Regions from separate parts of the Hordeum vulgare genome. Here region 1 is linked to region 2. Evidence: chromatin contacts called from public Hi-C data. All regions are on one chromosome and are shown on one strand. The core of a region is the stretch at or near the end of the contact, and the rest is flanking DNA. Distances in the headings are between cores, read along the strand shown.

Evidence for each region. Hi-C and Micro-C count contacts between places; a contact is called where the count stands out from the background.
Region 1: a contact with region 2 is called in a Hi-C map of leaf, with 10 times the contacts expected there. The contact joins the enhancer-like site here to the promoter of LOC123425833 in region 2. A contact is called at or near these places in 5 of 6 Hi-C or Micro-C datasets (leaf, seedling and an unstated tissue) and 1 of 1 datasets of contacts at active chromatin or transcription factors (embryo).

Annotation. Positions count from the first base shown.
Region 1 is chr2H:201,403,647-201,409,963 of MorexV3_pseudomolecules_assembly, reverse strand. LOC123425834 (pre-rRNA-processing protein ESF1-like) reads left to right here. Exons shown (of 7, transcript XM_045109575.1): 3 at 1,677-2,056; 4 at 2,372-2,534; 5 at 2,714-2,842; 6 at 3,070-3,785; 7 at 3,889-4,419. The coding sequence ends at 4,135. Among protein-coding and RNA genes, the nearest start is that of LOC123425834, 5.4 kb to the left of the region's middle. Within about 2 kb of position 5,028, at least 2 of the 3 cell types and tissues checked have open chromatin away from gene starts, as enhancers often do. A contact at or near this core is called in leaf and seedling, where this site is marked.
Region 2 is chr2H:201,257,300-201,262,914 of MorexV3_pseudomolecules_assembly, reverse strand. It overlaps LOC123425833 (ankyrin repeat-containing protein At5g02620-like), which reads left to right and starts at 1,340. Exons shown (of 3, transcript XM_045109572.1): 1 at 1,340-2,197; 2 at 3,171-3,721. The coding sequence starts at 1,888.

The sequences.
Region 1 (6,317 bases), core at 3,779-6,278, 140 kb before region 2:
GTTCCTGTGTTTGGCTCGAGAGGAAACAGAACGCACTGATTCCACCTGACAGGAATATACCTCCGACATGCGGAACGCACTCATTCCTCTTGCCCTCTCTCGTCAAACCCACCGCTCACCCCAACAAACAGCCACCATCGGGGGAGACGCGCCTGATCCCACACGCTCAGCTGCTGGTCGGCCTCCCGCTCGCTGCCGGTGAAGCCAGCCGGTTTGCGAGCTGCCTGTCCATCGCCCTCCTCCCTGCAGGCTCCTTCGCCAGAGCTCCCAAACCCACTTCTACATTGCCGCCCAGTCGCGATGGACGTTGCCTGCATTGCTGTGCAGCCAAGCTGTCATCTGCTTGCGTTCGGCCGGCGTTGCGCACCTTGTGCGCCCAACAACTACTCCTCCACGACCTCGTCTTTGCACAGCTTTATCACCGGCTTCGCAGGCGCCCCCTCACTGTCACGGCCACGCCAGCACACCAGCCTCTGCTATCTCCTCTTTCTGCACTACGGTCGACCCCAACAGCCACTGCTGTCAACCTCTGACCTGCGCCCACCTGAGCTCTGACCGGCTGCTCCTCCACCTCCACCGTGCCAGGACCCGACGACCCCGCCTCCCAAGCACAGCTCTCCATCGTCACCACCTATGCCGGTGCTGCCCACCTAGGAAGGCTGATTTTGGCAGCAGGCTGACTAGGCTGCGCTCTGACCTGAGTGAAGGTGCAAGGAATCAAATCATCGGCGCTTCCTTCTATCCCGCTCGAAGATGTGTGTAGATGCACATGGTGATGCATTACTTTGACAAATGATGCTTAGTACCAGTACTAGTTGGCATGAATTTAGTACTAGTAGTTGCTAAGTGATGTTTACTGTCAGCATTAGCATTGAATTTGGATGAACCAAGCATCGAGACTGAACCATTTCATTCCATCTCATTTGCTCTACCAAACAAAGAGATGGAACCATTACATTGCATTCTACTTGGTTCTACAACCAAACACACCCTAGGTTTGTTTCTTCAGCTCTTTTTGTTACTTATACTTGTACATATTTGAACTTCTCCCTAATAGAAGATTGTCATAGAACAATTCCGGGGTAAAATAAAACAAAACAAAAAAAGAATACGCCATAAACATGATCGCCTATTAGGCCCCCCTGCGTGTGGCAGTGGGCACCTGGAGGATGGTTTGCTACCACCACTCCACAAAGTCATCCCTGGGAATGGACCGCCAAGCAGTCAGTCAGATTCAGGAGAGGATGTCGTGCTGCAAAGTGTGTGACTGGTTTGTTAGGTTGAAGTATGATACATAGATTCATGTTGTTTGGCTTAAAGATGTTTATGTTTCTATTCTTTTTGTTTTCATGGGAACAGGTGATATGTCTAGCAGTAAAACTTCCCAAAGAAATCCCTAATCCCCATTCACTCAAATGCACTTGTAATGATTGTATTTTCATTTAAAATATGTCTAATATTTTTGTTAAGTGTTGAAGCACTTCCTGTGATTTTTATGGCAACCCAACAAATGTCTTTTGATACTTAATATTCCGTAATTGCATGAAATCCTGCTTTTACTAGAACTAAGGATGCAAACGGCCCATTGGGATTTACTTCTTTTTTTGCTCGTAGCAATTTCTGTTTTGCTTCTTAAGTTCAGTGATATTATCCCTTTGTTTTGCCCCTTTCAACAGGCGGTGGACTTGTATATGGTGATGACATCTTGCATCCCAAAAGGTGGACGAGTTCTATCAGTCTCTATATATCCGTCAGAATTTGGACTGAAGTGCATGAACATTGAGACAACTCAAGGCCCGTCTATTCTTCTTGGTATTGATGGTGATAGTGAAGGTGATGGTGGGGAAGATGGCAATGACAGTGACAGTGATGAAGAGGATGACAAAGAAGATCGTGAGCAGGACTCTGAAGATGACAATGAAAATGACAATGACAATGACAGTGACGAAGACGATGGCAATGACAGTGATGAAGACGACAATGATGAAGAAGATGATGAGCATGACTCTGATTCCGAGAACAACAAGCTACGTACTTATGAGCTAAACAGACTGAGGTTAGGAATGAAACATAGATATTTTTTTGCTGCTTGTCATCATGTTTATTTATCTGTTTATCTGGGACTAACTGAGATGGGTTCGAACGTGTTTTTAAACCATGATCTGAGTCTCCATACTATTAACTGTAATATTAAAATGTTCAAATCCTATTGTAATTGTAACTACGATGGCTTCTACTTCATATGTTTGGGATTGTGTGCATATGTCCAAATAGCCTTGTATGTCCATCTTTTATATGAACTATAGTCCATATACAGTTACTTGCCAAGAGTTTCTTATTGTGTTCTCTTGTGATTATGTTCTTGCTGCAGGTACTACTATGCAGTTGTGGTGTGTGATTCCAGTACAACTGCAAATCACCTATACACGACTCTTGATGGTACTGAGTTCTTGAAAACAGCAAATGTGTTTGATTTGCAGTTTATTTCTGACAATATGGAGTTCAAACATGCTGCCCGCGATGTGGCTACAGAGGTATCTTTTAGCTGCACCCATATTTCTTGGTAGTCATATTAAACTGTTCGCACTTGGCAGCATAAAAGTTACCATTTTCAGAAGTGGCTGAATGAGTAATGATGTTATTTGAGAACAACTTGCCTTCCCCTCATGCTAAAAGTGGTCTTTTCAGTAATAATTTGTTTGACTCCATGCAGGCACCTCCGAATTACAAGGAGCCTGATTATGAGACTCGTGCTTTGCAACATAGCAAAGTTAAGCTCACATGGGATGATGATGAGCCAGAGCGTAAGAAGAAATTGAGGCGGAAGTTCAACGATGAACAGGTTAGCTCTATTACTTAAAACTCAATAATAAATGTGAAGGGGGGAATTAAAGTGTCATAGTGGACTTTTGCATTTTTTTAATCTTCTTGGAACAATTGTGAATTATGTTGATGACATGCATTTTCTACCCTTTTCTTATGAAATCTTTCAATTTATTTGTCATTGTTTCTTGTCCTTCTATTTTTTCTTTGGTTTGACATCTTCAACATCTTTTTTTGTTGTCCCAGTTAGATGACCTTGGTGTATTTTTAGCTAGTGATGACAGTGAGTCAGATGATGATGTAGCTGATTCTGGGGATGAGCCTCGACCAAATGGAGTACCGAAAAGAAAGTTAACACATAAGGAGCGGATGGCTCTTTTACTAGAAGGAGATAAATCGGATGAGGAACAAGCTGATGACCAGGACATGGAGGTAACATTCAACACGGAGCTTGAGGACCTTAGCAAACGTATCCTTGAGAGAAAGAGCAGCGAGAAGAAGACTGTCTGGGAGATGCACCAAGAAAAAATGAAGGAAAAGCGGAAAGCTAGGAAGAGGTCGTCGAAGGATGATGATGATGATGACGATAGCAACGAAGATGGTGCTGATGAAGATGAAGATTTCTTTGAGGATGAAAAGTCTGATGAAGACGTTAAGCCAATGAAGAAGCAGAAGGTTAAAGCCAAAGATAAAGAAAAAGGGAAAGGAAAGGACAAGCTTCCAGAGGAACATTTCGAACCAGAAGCAACTAAAGAAGAGTTGGAGCTCCTGGTTGCTGATCAGGATGCAGGCAATGGTGCAAAGGGCTATAACATAAAACGCAAGAGTAAAAAGGGCAAGAAGGGCAAGGATTCTGTCGAGGACAAACATCCTCATATTGACCTTACCAATGACAAGAGGTTTGATCCCATGTTCACGTCTCATCTGTTTGCACTGGATCCTACTGATCCCCAGTACAAGAGGTACTACCAGCATCCATCACCTTCATTTACCCATCCTACTATTGTATAATCTGCTTGACCTGCATTAGTGTTATTGATGCTGACTGCGAATGGTTTTGTACAGGAGTGCCGACTTCAAGCGAAAGCAAACTGGGAAGAAGGGTGTGCGTGCAGGCACATTGGATAGTGAACCACCTGTGGAGGAGTCATCTCCGGGGAGTACATTGCCAGCTGATGATGCATCGACTAGGAAGACCAAGCAGAAACATGACGGGGCGTCTACGGAGAAGCTACAAATGCTATCTGCTGTTAAGTCCCTCAAAAGGAACCTCACAGCGTTCAAGAAAGGAAGCAGCACGAGTGAACGGTAGAGAAGATGATCGTCTTTGGCCTGATATAGCTTTCCTGATGAAAAATGCCTCAGTAGCCTTCAGAATAGGTTGAAGGTTTGATGATATGCCATTTTTGGACTTTGATAGCACAATGATCCGGTTGGACTAAAAATTCTATTAGGCTAGTTAAATACCCTGAAGGTTTTCTCAGTCGTTCATGTGGAACAGGTATGTTTGCAAGGGTTGTGTTTTACTGGCTGTTACGGTATCCAACTATAGTGAATGTTGGCTTTTTCTCAAAATGGATTATTTATCTTGTGGCACTTGCACGTGTTATGGCCAATCTAGATATAGGTGAGTACCGGAAGAGAAACAAACAAAGTCCAAGTATCTTCTGCCCCTGGATTAGCATCACTGAACGGGAACCCCTAATCAGCGCCGATTAGGTAACTTGGTGCGTGCACGTTCCTTTGTTGGGCCGGTTTTGATGTTGATCCATTCCTCTACACACACCACAACGAAAAATCATCAGCTCGTGGGGATTTGATCCCACGCCTTGCACGTTCCTTTGTTGGGTCGGTTTTGATGCTGGTCTATTCCACTACACGTAATACAGCAGAAAAACATTAATAGGGCAAAAAACAGTCGTTCATGTGCAACAGGCATGTTTGCAAGGGTTGTGTTTTACTGGCTGTTATGGTATCCAACTATGCTGAATGTTGGTTTCTTGCTCGCTGTTATGGTATCCAACTATACTGAATGTTGGTTTCTTGCACAAAAAAGATTATTTATCTTGTGGCACTCGCACGTGTTATGACCAATCCAGATAAATGTCGGAAGAAAAACAAACAAAATCCAAGTATCTTCTGCCCGTGGATTAGCATCACTGAACGAAAACCCATAGTTGGTGCCTTCAGCACCGAGTAGGTAACTTGACGCCTTCACATTCCTTCGTTGGGCCGGTTTTGATGCTGACCCATTCCACTACAAGCAGCACAGCGAAAAATCATTAATAGCGCAAAAAACAGCTCTCGTGAGATTTGATCCCACACCCTGCACGTCCTTGGTTGGGCCGGTTTTGACACTGTCCCATTCCATTAAACGCAGCACAGTGGAAAATCATTAATAGAGCAAAAAAAACAGCTCTCGAGGAATTCATCCCAACGCGCGCCACACCACCTCCATCAGTGTGAAAGCCATGAGCGTGGCCGGTGCTTATGGATGGATGGATGTCACGGTGTAAGTTCTACATCGATTTTCTCTCATCCATCTCGTGTACACATCCCAGCTAAAAAGAATTCGTTGCATGTAGCAGGATGAGTTCAGTTTCTCCTTCAACATTACAAATTAATCAAGGTTTCCGGTAATATCTAACCATGATAATCTCCTGACAAAGACTAGCTGCACACACAAAACATCGCAAGCACATAAATATCTAACCATGGTAATCTCCTCACAAATTAATCAAGATTCATCCATGATACAATTCCCACATGTTGCCGACATTTCTTTAAATGTCTGTCACCCCCGTTGTAAATGCATGGCAGGCAATCAAGGAACCCTGAAATGATTAAAATCATCATTCATCATAGATGAACCTTCGTCTCCCATGATCCCCTAAAACAGTCCAAACTAGAATATCCACCGAAACCTCTCACATGCCAATACCACAAGAATGAAACTTAACTCAGCCCTAATGCCATGCTGAAGGATCTAAATCAAAGGATCAAATTGAGTTCGAAGCTTTGTGCTTCTGTTCTGCTGAACCCATCTCGCTTGGTATCGAGCCTACCTAAATAGGTGGAAAGAACCGTCGAATCAGGAAAAACACACAACTCTCACGTTCCCCTTAAGCACCCCAATGCAGAACTCACCCCAAAAAATGTCTGGCATGCTAAGGGTCGGACAAGATCAACGTGTTCAGTCCTAACAAAATAAACAAAGGACTCCGAATAAAGTGTAGTGTCGATACGCTAGCCTGTTAATCTCCATTTCTGCTGAAGTCATCTCCTCTTGTTCCTTTGCTTTTCTACACGACACAACTTGAAGAAAAAAAATACAGTCCACACCATGAGCGAGACCGGCTCTTATGGATGATTGCCCATGTCCAGAGCAGTTATAACATACCCGGCCTGTCAGAGGAGTCGCTACCAGCCAAGCCGGTATATGTACGAATATAAGTGACCTCTGGCCCACTCATGTGAGGTATTCTGCGACGTAT
Region 2 (5,615 bases), core at 91-2,590:
AAAATATAGCAAGAAATCGAGAAAGAACGCACCTTCATCACTTTTTTGTGCCAAAAATGAGCTCTGAGGTTAGTATCCACTCGCCGTCCATGTCGCCGCCGCCGGTGCATGGTACTTCCTTGACAACACCGTTCGTGACGCCACCATCGGTGCATGATACTTGGTTGAAGTCTTCGTTCTCTCTCAATGGCACATGGCGGGATCTGGCCGCCATGCCCTCGGGCTTTAGTGGAATGAGAGGGGCTGACACGTCGTTGCCTTCCCACGCTAGGCTAGGGATTTGGAGAAGAGAGTCGGGGATAGATAGAACTGAGCCACGGGTTAGTTCAAACATACTTCGAGGGGTTATCAGCAAAAATGCCCTTGACAGATTCGGTCGATCCAGCCGTGCGTGGCAGCCCATGTGGCAACTTTGCGTGTGATTTGGGTCTTAATGAGTCCGCATCAAAGATGATGTACCACTCTTATGTTGCTTTTTGTTTATATATGAATCCGTTACCGTAGCTAAAGTTTTTGTACCCCGCCTATGGCCCTGTTTGGATACTCTAACTCGGTTAGAGGTTAGAGTTAGATTCTAACTCTAGACTAACCCTGAACTAACTCTAACCAAAGAGGTGTTTGGATGGAAGGGTTAGATTGTCAATAAATGCACTTTTTCCAATCATTTGGCTCCTTTATCTAGGATTTTGTGTGGTGGAGGGAGAGAGAAAAGTAACTTTTTCTAGGCCCCACCTAACTCTAACCCAAAAAAGCACCTCTTGGGTGGGTTAGATTTTTGGGATGGGTTAGATGCATCTAACCCACCCTGTTTGGATTTTTGAGGGTTAAATGAGTTCAATCTAACCAACTCTAACTCTAACCCTAGGATCCAAACAGGGCATATAATTAACTCCTTTCCTACCAATACCCACCTTTCACTCGTCGTCCAACACTTGCACCTTGCCATGCCCGTGGCTGCTGACGCTATTGCGCCGCCGGCCCCCGGCCGGCCACCGGCCATCCAGTCCTATGATGTTTGATGTGGCTTCCTTTTTCTACCCATACTTCTTCAACCCGGCGAGGTCACTGTCCTTAACCAGCCTTCATTGTTTCTTTATAGCTCCTAGCATTGGGAGGCCCAGCGCAAACAGTGTTGGCCAATTTTGAAGCCCTTGTGGAATAGCTCATGCATTTGAATAGTTTTTCTTAAATACATCATCAAAATTCCCTCACTTCTGGCGACGAGGCGTAGAATGTGTATATTTTATTACTCCTCCATTTTAAAATATAAAAATGTTTTTCCGTACAATAATATAAAATCGTTTTTGTCATTAGTGTAGTGTAAAAAGCGATTTTATATTATAGGACCAAGGAGTATCTCGTATATACAAGACGTTCAGCGGAGGAAGAGGGAGCCGAGTCGTCTCTCTTGTCCTTGGCAACTCTGCCAACTTCAAAACACTGCCATATAACGAAAAAAAGAAGGAAATATGTAGTAGTACTAGAGACGAGAGCTAGCATCCCAAATAGCATTGCAGGTCACTAGATGGCGGCGGTAGAATTTGGCCGTCACCAGAAGATGACGCTCGACGCGGAGCTGTTGCAAGTGCTGACCGCCGGCGACAAGGTCAGATACTGAGCAGACAAGACCATGGTGCCGGGCAAATAGACGGCCAGGTCGCGGTAAACGTCCATGGCGCGGCACCGGGCCGTTTCCTTCTGGGCGTGGCGAGCAACGGGAACACGGCTCTGCACCTTGTCGCCAGCCGCGGCCATGTCGAGCTCGCGGCGCTCCTCTGCGAGAGGGCACCCTCGCTTGTCGCCGCGCGCAACAAGTGCCTCGACACGCCGCTGCACTGCGCAGCGAGGTTCGGGCACGCGGACGTGGCGGCTGTCCTCCTGCCGAGGATGCGAGCCGGCGGGGCGGAGGAGGAGTCCGCGCTGCGGGCCAGGAACCAGACGGGCGCAACCGCCTTGCACGAAGCCGTCCGGCACCGCCGTGCCGGTGTGGTGGATCTGCTCATGACGGAGGCTCCCCATCTGTCCTCCGTGGACGGCGACGATGGTGTCTCGCCGCTCTACCTGGCGGCGGCGACTCACTCGGTCCAGACGGTCCACGCGCTGCTACGCCCGTCAGAAAACGGAACACCCTCACCGGCGTCGTTTTCTGGTCCGGAGGGACGGACTGCTCTGCATATTGCGGCGACTGTTAGCGAAGGTACGAACATCAACCTGTTTTGGACTTGGACTGGAGGCTGGAAATTCGTGATTGGCATTGGCTGGCCCGAATGCCACTTGGGTGGCCTAGACACTCGGGCTCGACTGTCAGCCCAGGCCTCGATATTCCCTGGAATCGCTCGACTCCCCGTTCCCCTGCTCCCTGTTCCCCGCGTCTTACGGTCGTCGCCGCCGCCGCCGACGCCGCTTCCTCTCCACTCTCCAGGCCGATCACACGGGCCCAGACCGTCGGCTTCTCCGCCAAATCGAGGTCCGTGACTTCTCCGCGCACCCAAGCTGCCGCCACCACTGCCCAGTCGGAGCTCGACGGCGGCACTGCTTTGGCCATCCCCACCTCGGACAAATCCCTCCCCGCGTGCCCAGTCCAGCTCCGGTATGATTCGCTACGGCCCCTTCTCTCCCCGGTCTGACAGCTGCCTCGGACGGCGGCAGTATTATGTGATGGAACAGGCGGAGAGACGAGTCCGATGGCGAGTCCGGCGGCGGAGCTCCGATTTCCAGCACCAGCAGTGTGCGCTTGCGCTGCTTGCATGTGTTGCTCTGTTCGTGTAGAAATTCAACACTTGACCACCGAAATAAGAATTGAAATCGTTGCTTCTCATGGATTCCAAGTGCCAAATACATGAACATCCAAACACCAAAATTGGCATTGAAGCTCAATACAGTGTCATGGATATATTTCGCATTGGATCCAATTAAATGACAAGCTTCCCAAACGGAACTACTCCAGTTAGCAAAGGTATGAGTGAGAATTAGAATGACTACAGCAGAACACCTCACCAGAATGTACTTGTTCCTTTCTGTTCTTCTGTCTGTTTATATACTTTAGTTACTCAAGGAGCCAATAATCCTAAACTGAGAAATGGCCGATTTTCTGTTACTCAAACAAGAAATTCAGTAAATTTTTGTCATGTGTTCTTTCACCTGCTGACAAAGTTCTAATCTTCAAGCAGTGATTGTTCAAGCAATACTGAGCTGGCAGACACAAGGTCCAACTTTGCTAGCCGCAGTTGATTCATCAGGAAGAACACCTCTCCATTTCGCAGCGCTGTCCAGAAAATTTGATATCGCCAAGCGATTACTGGATGATCATGCTTCCCTCGAGCTAGCAAGCATTTCTGATAACAATGGATCATTTCCTATCCACATTCCTGCTATGAAGGGGGATACGAGAACCCTGTGTGAGCTCATAAAGAGATGCCCTGGCTATTATGAACTGGTTGATAATCAAGGAAGAAATCTTCTCCATTGTGCCATCAAGCATGGTCAGGATAGCGTGGTTCGCCACATTTGCCAAAATGACAAGTTAGCCATGCTATTGAATGCGACTGATTGTGAAGGAAATACCCCGCTCCATCTTGCTGTCGAATGTGGAAATCCAAGAATTGTCAGTTTACTATTGGCGACACTGAGTGTTTGCATGGGCATTACCAACAAGGATGGCCTAACTGCTAGGGATCTTTGTTGGATTGCAATAGCACCTCGACAGAGTAACTATTTCCTGGTAATTTTGTCTTTTGTTATCTTCGTATATTGTTATCCTCTTACATTTCTGTTGTGCTTAGACTCAGTTCGCAGTTACTGTTATGCTATTCTTAATTTGTAATTTGCTGTAGAAAAATACCACAGAGCTAGAGATAAGTTTTTAGGGTATAGCTAGAGATAAGCTGGTTCATCAAATAAAAAGTAGACGAAAGTTGGTTGGACAAGTTGGATTATCATAGTCCACCACAACCAAACGCAACCTCACCATTTTTTTTACTATAGGTGGAAACTGCCCCTTGCGTGACCCCGTCCTCACATGAGCATCAAAGGCATAATAGCATCTACACCCAGGCGCCCTAAACCCGTCTCGAACGTCCGGGAGGATGTCCGGTCAGTGGTTGATAAAAAAAACACAGGCGGTCTCAAATGCCTGAGCTAACAAGCAACCCTCATATCCAACCCAAATATGGGGCAGGTATGGGATGCCCAGGAGCGTCTGCCACGTTGGACCCAACATGCCTACCTCACCACAAATTGCACCAAATTCACCCTCCTACTGGATCCATTTGTTCTCTCCTCTCTTCTTCCTTCTCTGTGTCGGACGTCTCACAGCTCCGCAGCCGTCTCGAACCTCAGCGCCGCTAGGACCGGCACAACAGTCCTCTCTCCCGTGCTCACCGCCGTGGACATCGCCGCCGGCCCGGAAGCCATCGTGGTACGTCCGACAACTCTTAGGCTGCCCCTTGCGCTCTATGTGTTCGATAGAATGTCCGACCCGGTTTTTTGTGATTTATTTGCAGAGAAAGCCATGAATTCGGATGCTTCATCGGACGATGAGTATGGACCGATAGAGCTTGATAAAAGGATTAAAGCTAAGTGCTTTGATTCGTCGGATTCCGACGAATAAGTGGACATGCTCATGCTCATGAGCATGCAAGAGGAAATGTACCGGCAGGTAGAGCATATTCTGAACTTCAAGGGCTCAATCCAAGGGAGAAGAGTGATCAATCAGGATAGGGTCTCCTCGACATGGCTACTGCACAAGGACTACTTTGATCCGGACCCAACTTTTCCAGATGATCCATGGTTTCGTCGTCGTTTTCGCATGCGGAAACCATTGTTTTTGCGCATTGTGGAGGGAGTGAAGGCACATGATGACTAATTCAAGCTCACGAGGCATTGCTGTGTGGCCAACCTTCTTTCTCTTCCTAGCAGAAATGAACGGCTGCTCTCAGAATGCTTGCACTTGGTACTGCCGCAAATGTCGTTGGTGAGATGGTCCGGCTGAGGGAGAGCACATGCCTGAAGACTAGTGTCATTTTTGCCCGCGCCATGGTGCAGGTGTTTGGAGTTGAGTATCTGAGAGAACCAAATGTGCAGGACACAAAACAATTGTTGGCTATTTGAGAGGCCAGAGGGTTTTCAGGAATGCTCGGATCAATTGATTGTGTGCATTGGCAATGGACGAACTGCCCCAAAGGTTTGTGGGGAATGTATCAAGGTCACACCAAAGAGGTCACCATCGTACTCGAAGCAGTGACATCACATGGCTTATGGATTCGGCATGCTTTCTTTGAAATGTCGGGTTCTCGTAACGACATCGACATGCTTCAAAGATCTCCCTTGTTCAGGAGGCTTTGTAATCGGGAATCATGCAACTACACTGTCTGTCAACGGTCGTGAGTACAACATAGGATACTGTCTTGCCATCCATAACGGGCGGCATTTGTGAAGACCATATCCGAACCACACGACAACAAACAAAGCCACTGGACACCCGAGTCGAAGATAGCCGTTGCAAGCAGGCAACTCCAAGTACCTGGACTAACCAGGAGGCGGAAGCTAGGGAGCACTAGGCACCCGGGGGTCGGAGGCCCCGGTCATCCAGACCGACCAGAATGAAAAAGCCCTTC